2 separate regions of the Oryctolagus cuniculus genome follow, and region 1 is linked to region 2. The links are chromatin contacts, called in public Hi-C maps. All regions are on one chromosome and are shown on one strand. The core of a region is the stretch at or near the end of the contact, and the rest is flanking DNA. Distances in the headings are between cores, read along the strand shown. Region 1 overlaps LAMB3 (laminin subunit beta 3). Region 2 holds the start of CAMK1G (calcium/calmodulin dependent protein kinase IG).

Region 1 (2,700 bases), core at 151-2,650, 37 kb after region 2:
CCCAGAGGCCCACTGTGACCCAGAGTCCCACTCTCTAAACGAGGCATAGTGGCCCTTCCCCAGAGAGCCCCGCCCCACCCAGTGAGCACATTCCTTCCAGCTCTGGCCTTCCTGGATTCTGCACCTTTAGCAGCCCAGACTGGGGCTGCCTGACGCCAGCTTCATGGCCTTCTGCGTCCCAGGGTGGGCTCTGCAGGAGGTTACTGCTCTGGACCCCAGCTTGGGAGCAGCGGAGACTGCAAAGCCAGCGAGACTCGGTTCCTGCCCCCGGAGCATGAGATGGAGAGAGGCAGGGAGAGGCAGGTTCATCAGCAGGAAGCGTAACCCCAAGAGAGCTGCTAAGGTGGCCACTGGCACAGCCACCACCCCTGCCGGACAGGCCCGGGGGGCTTCCTGGAGGCCAGGATGCCTGAAAGGATGGTTAGAGGATGAGCAGGATGGTCAGGAGAGATCACCCAGAGAGAGGACAAGACTTCCAAGGAGGAGGAGCCCAGAGGATGTGTGCATGTGGGTCCACACCAGAGTGCACAAAGGGGGAGTGTGGACAACTGAGGGAGCCCACTGGACTTGACTCCTGCCACACTACCTCCAAGCTGGTGCCCTTAGGCAGGCTGCTTAAGCTCTCTGTGCCTAGATTCCTTAAAACAGAAGTGGAATTAACAGCAGCACTTGGCTCGTGCAATCAGGATTCAAAAATGTAACACACACAAGCACTCAGAGGCACACCTGGCACTTGGTGAGAACGTCACAAACCTTAATTCTCCGTCGTGTCAGCTCCACTTGAACCCCTGGGGAGGACAGGGTCTCCTCCAGAGCCGGGTTGCTCTTGCCCCCATGCTGTGCCCAGCAGCAGCCAGCACCCAGCACCCCCTGCACCAGGACTCCGGAGACCACAGCCCACCGCCGCAGCAGCTGTGCGAACTGTCCTGGGTCCCCCCGGGGCCGGGCCTCCCTCAGACCCTGCTCCTTCTCTCTGCCCTTGAACCCATCTCAGGACTCGACAAGACACACAACACAACTGAGAGGACAGAAGGGGGCTGGCCACACACAGAGGGAGCGACCTCATAACAACTCCACCACCCCCCCACCCCCGAGGCCAGGGCCTTGGCCAAGGTTAAGGCAGGATGAGTGCCCATCAGTCTCACTGGGTTGACTCAGGAACACCGTGCCCACATCTTTGAGTCTGAGCCCCAAACCCTGGCCACGTCCCTGTGTCCTCAGCCATATTCTCCCCTAGCATGGGTCTCACGGCCTTAAGCAAGTCATGAAACCTCCATGGGTCCTTGTGCCTCTCCCCGACCTGCCATCTGCACTCAGGAGGGAGCTTTGCCCTGCTTGGGGCAAAGACAGTAGCAGGAAGAGCTCCTGCCATGACACTAAGCCTGAGCTCATATTAACTGGGCTCCCAGCCAAGCAAATTCCCTGGCAGGGACCAGGAAGCTAATAATATCAACGCATATTCCGGAGGCACCTTTAATTTTTCAAACCACATTTCACATCAGTTATTTGAGCCTCCAAATAAAGTTGTGAAATACTAGCATCTCCATTTGCAAGTGGAAGATGAGGCAAAGGGGAAAGCAGGCTGGCTGAAGTCACAGCAGGCCCCGGAGTCCCGTGCAGGGATCTTGCCAGTGCACGGCCCTGTCTCACTCCCCAGGGCAGCAAGGACGGGCCTGGTTCATTTACTCCATCCACCACTGTCAGACGCCTTTCTGGGCCTGGCCCTGTGCTAGGTGCTGGTGAGACAGCCGCAAGTGAGACAGACACCAGCCCAGCCCTCTTGGCCTTTACCGTCTAGCTGGAGAACAAACAGTATATTTGCACTTATAGAGAAACCGAGTCGATCATCAGAGAGTCTAAGCAGAGCAATGCAGACACTGGAGGAGAACTAGGGGAAAGAGCCCACCGCACACACGGGTGGTCAAGAAAGGCCTCCTGGAGCTGATATTCAAGCCAAGGCCCGGAGCACAAGAAGCATCAGCCCTCGAAAGAGCATCCCAGACAGAGAAAGAGCAATGAATGTCCTGGAAACAGGCAAGGGGCTCACGTTTCCAAAGACGGCCAGCGAGGACAGGAGTACAAGGTCAGAGCCAGGAGACAGAGGCCAGACTCTGCAGGCCACGATAGATTGGGAGCTGATCCAAGAACAAGGGGAAGCCACTGGAGGACTCTAGGCAAGAGTGGGATGTGATCTAATTTACAGACTTTGAAAGGATGGGGATGGATCATAAGGGAGAGGAAGAAAGTTGGGGGGAGCCAGAGAAGGCAAGGCCATGCTCCTGACCAGTGATGGGACCTGGGCCAGGGTGGTGGCAGGTGCAGAGGTGAGGAAAGGAGGCGGGTGGCTGATGACCTGGATGTGGGATTGAGGGGCAGGCAGAGCTAGAGCAGCAAAGTGGGGAGGGCCCAGGCTCACCTGCGAGGAAGTCCCGGACCTGCTGGATCTGGAGTCGGGTACGTCTGAGGTCTTCCTCCATCTGGGAGCGGCTGGTGCTCACCTGGGTCTCCAGGCGCTGCACATCTGACTGCACCTGCGAGGTGGCTTCCTCCACTGCCCTGATCTGTTCACAGACGCGGTGCAGGTCAGCAGGGGCAGAAGTAGCCCCTGAAGTATCTGCAGCTCATTCTCCACCCCACGACCCAAGAACACTTATAACCAGCCTGGGGTGGCCCAGAAGAAATTATGTGGATGACGGGTTT
Region 2 (2,700 bases), core at 115-2,614:
GCTCACAGGTGTGGTGCTTTCCGCATGCCAGTCGTGGCTTTGATCAACCTCACTCCGTCTCGGTTCACTCTGCTAGTGTATGACATGAGTGCAGAATCATCCCATTTCACAGATGAGAAAACTGAGGCACAGAAAGGCTAAGCCACTTGCCCAAGGCCACACATCCAGTCAACAAAAGAGTCCAGTGTTCCATCTAGAAGTCTCTTCCGGAGCCACTTTTCAGGACCCTACAATACCATCCAACCCAGGGACCAGTTGGAGCCCCTCCCACACCAACAGTGCCTGGGAGAGAGGAGGAGGTCTGGAATAAGGCTGTAGAGATGGAAATACAAGAACAGGAGCATTTACTTTATGCCTTTTGTGTAAGAAAGTGGAATAGACGGGTGACAGACAGGTAGGTAAGTAGATATTTGTTTTCATCCACACAAAGAAATCTCATAGACAGGAGGCTAATAAAAGCGGCCACCTATAGATGGCAAGGCCAGGGGCCAAGGGCAAATGAGGGGGTGGAATAGATAGAACTCAATGCAGGCCTTTTAGTGTGGTTCTTATTGCTGACCCGTATGAGCGAGGTTTTTATTATGCACACACACACACACACACACGACACAATCTAAAAGCTAGTTCAAAGGAACTAGTGACTGTGCAACAGCTGACCGGATGTGGAATCCAATGGAGGAGATGGCACAGACGAAGAAAACACAGTTAGGGGTTTCTAACCTGGGTGGTGGGGAAGGTGGCAGCCCGGCAACCTGGCTGGGAAACCCAGGAGGAAGGTGGGGTGCAGGAAGCTCCAACCTGCCCAGGCTTGTTGATGGCTGAAAGAGGCCATTTAGATGTTGAGGTCAAGGAAAATCACCCAGATGGGTTGACCCTGTGAGCAGATGTTAACGTTAAGGGTAGAGTCGAGAAGGAACAAGCTGGGAGCAGAAGGCAGAGAGTCCAACGCTCAACCTACAGGCCCTGGGTGGGCATCTGCGGACTTCTCTCCCATCCTGTAAGAGACGACCGGTGGGGTGGACACGGAGGGTCTTCATTCAGTCTCTCCATGGCAGCCAACGTAGATATCCTGTGGCTCTGGTAGTAGGGTGTGGTTTAGACCCGACTCCAGCAACTGAGTGGTTAAAAGGGAAACTGAGGCAGACCATCCTAGAAAGCTGCTCTGATTCTCTGTTACCACCCATTCAGGCCAGTGGAAAACTATAATTTGATGTTCTGTTTTTCCTTCTGCATTCCTCCTCTCTCCGTCTTTCTATCACACACATCAACGCAAACACAATTACACGCACACACACACACACACACACACACCAGGCATGCACACAAGGGACCTTTGGCATGGCGTTTTTCCTGATCAGATTGGATACTGCTCTCTGGAGGGAGGGAGAGCAGAGTACAGGAGAGGAAGGAGAGATGCCAGCCCTCCTAGCTACTTTCACTCCCCTTTAAGGCTGCCTGGTTACGGTCCTGGGAAAGAAAACCCCTGCATTCCTCCCCTTTAATTGGGTTTATTGTTAAGCACTGGAGCAGCTAATCCTTACAGACCTGTAGGAGCTGGGGTGTCGGAGCCCTGAGCAGGATTCTTCGGGAGTCCCCGCGACCTCCTCCGGTAAGAGAACCCGCTTCTTTCTGGGCACTGGGGAGGGGGCTCCTTGCTGAGTGGGAGGCGCGGCACCTGGGGAGTGAATTTGGGGAGCCACTTTGGGGAGCAACTTGGGCATTGATTTCAGCCCCAGTTCCAGTGGGCTCCGACTCGCTGGTGTCAAGGGTAAGTTGCAGCAGCTTTGGAAAATACGTCTGCGTGGGGGTCTGGCTGGAGGGGTCGTTCCTGGGGAGCCCTGTGACCATCAACCCTAGGCTGGCTCCAGTGGGAACTGTTTTGCACTTGTGGGCAGGGGAAGGGGAGCAGGACACCCAAGTCCCTCCTGCAATGCCTGAGTATTCGGGACAACCCCCGGGCTCTGCGGGGTGTCAGGACCTCCAGCTCTCCGGCTCCCCTCCTTCCTGCTCAACCTTCAGCTCTTAACCTCTCTGATCCACCAGACTAGTGGGGAGATTCCCGCTCTGCCCGTCTCCTGCTGGGAGAGGCTGGAGACTCCACAGGCTAAAAGGAAGGTTTGTAAATAGCCCGAGGCTCTGCAAAGCCCTGGGAGGAGGATCTGCCTGGGGCCCTCCTGGCCGTGCTGTCCTGGATGCACAACACTGGCGGGTGCACTACTGCTGTCAGTCACAAGACTGCTCCTTCACCTTCCCCAGGGGCGCGTCTATCTCCCTCCTGCCTTCCAACTTCCCTGGTTCAGTTCGCAGGAAAAGATGCTTGCAAGGAGGTCTGGACTCACCACCACCTCCACTTCCACCCCCATCCACACCGTGGCCCCTTCTCTCCACGTAACTTTGACGCACAAACATTAACCCTGCAGCTCCCAGAGGCAGAGGCAGCTGCCAGGGCTGGCGCTGATCTGGCTGCAGTGCGTGGCTGGCCAGCCTTTTACTCCGGAGCCAGAGAAATTGATCATGAGGAAATGTCTGAGCAGGGTCAAGAGAGGCCAGCTGGTTCGGTCTTGGGTAAGGAGATCATCGCTTCCAGATGAGGGGCCAGAGACACAACCAGCTGTCTCTTCCTACTGACCCTGCTTACCCAGGGCTAAAAATGAGACCCACATCAGAAACAGGCCAGAACACAAAGTGCTTAGTAATAGC

What was found. Hi-C and Micro-C count contacts between places; a contact is called where the count stands out from the background.
Region 1: a contact with region 2 is called in a Hi-C map of liver, with 5 times the contacts expected there. The contact joins the enhancer-like site here to the promoter of CAMK1G in region 2. A contact is called at or near these places in 4 of 6 Hi-C or Micro-C datasets (ear pinna, liver, psoas muscle and 1 more).

The regions. Positions count from the first base shown.
Region 1 is chr13:24,464,626-24,467,325 of mOryCun1.1, forward strand. LAMB3 (laminin subunit beta 3) reads right to left here. Exons shown (of 23, transcript NM_001329071.1): 18 at 2,417-2,561. Among named protein-coding and RNA genes, the nearest start is that of LAMB3, 32 kb to the right of the region's middle. Within about 2 kb of position 1,401, at least 1 of the 8 cell types and tissues checked has an H3K27ac peak or open chromatin away from gene starts, as enhancers often do.
Region 2 is chr13:24,427,225-24,429,924 of mOryCun1.1, forward strand. It overlaps CAMK1G (calcium/calmodulin dependent protein kinase IG), which reads left to right and starts at 1,365. Exons shown (of 14, transcript XM_051820531.2): 1 at 1,365-1,609.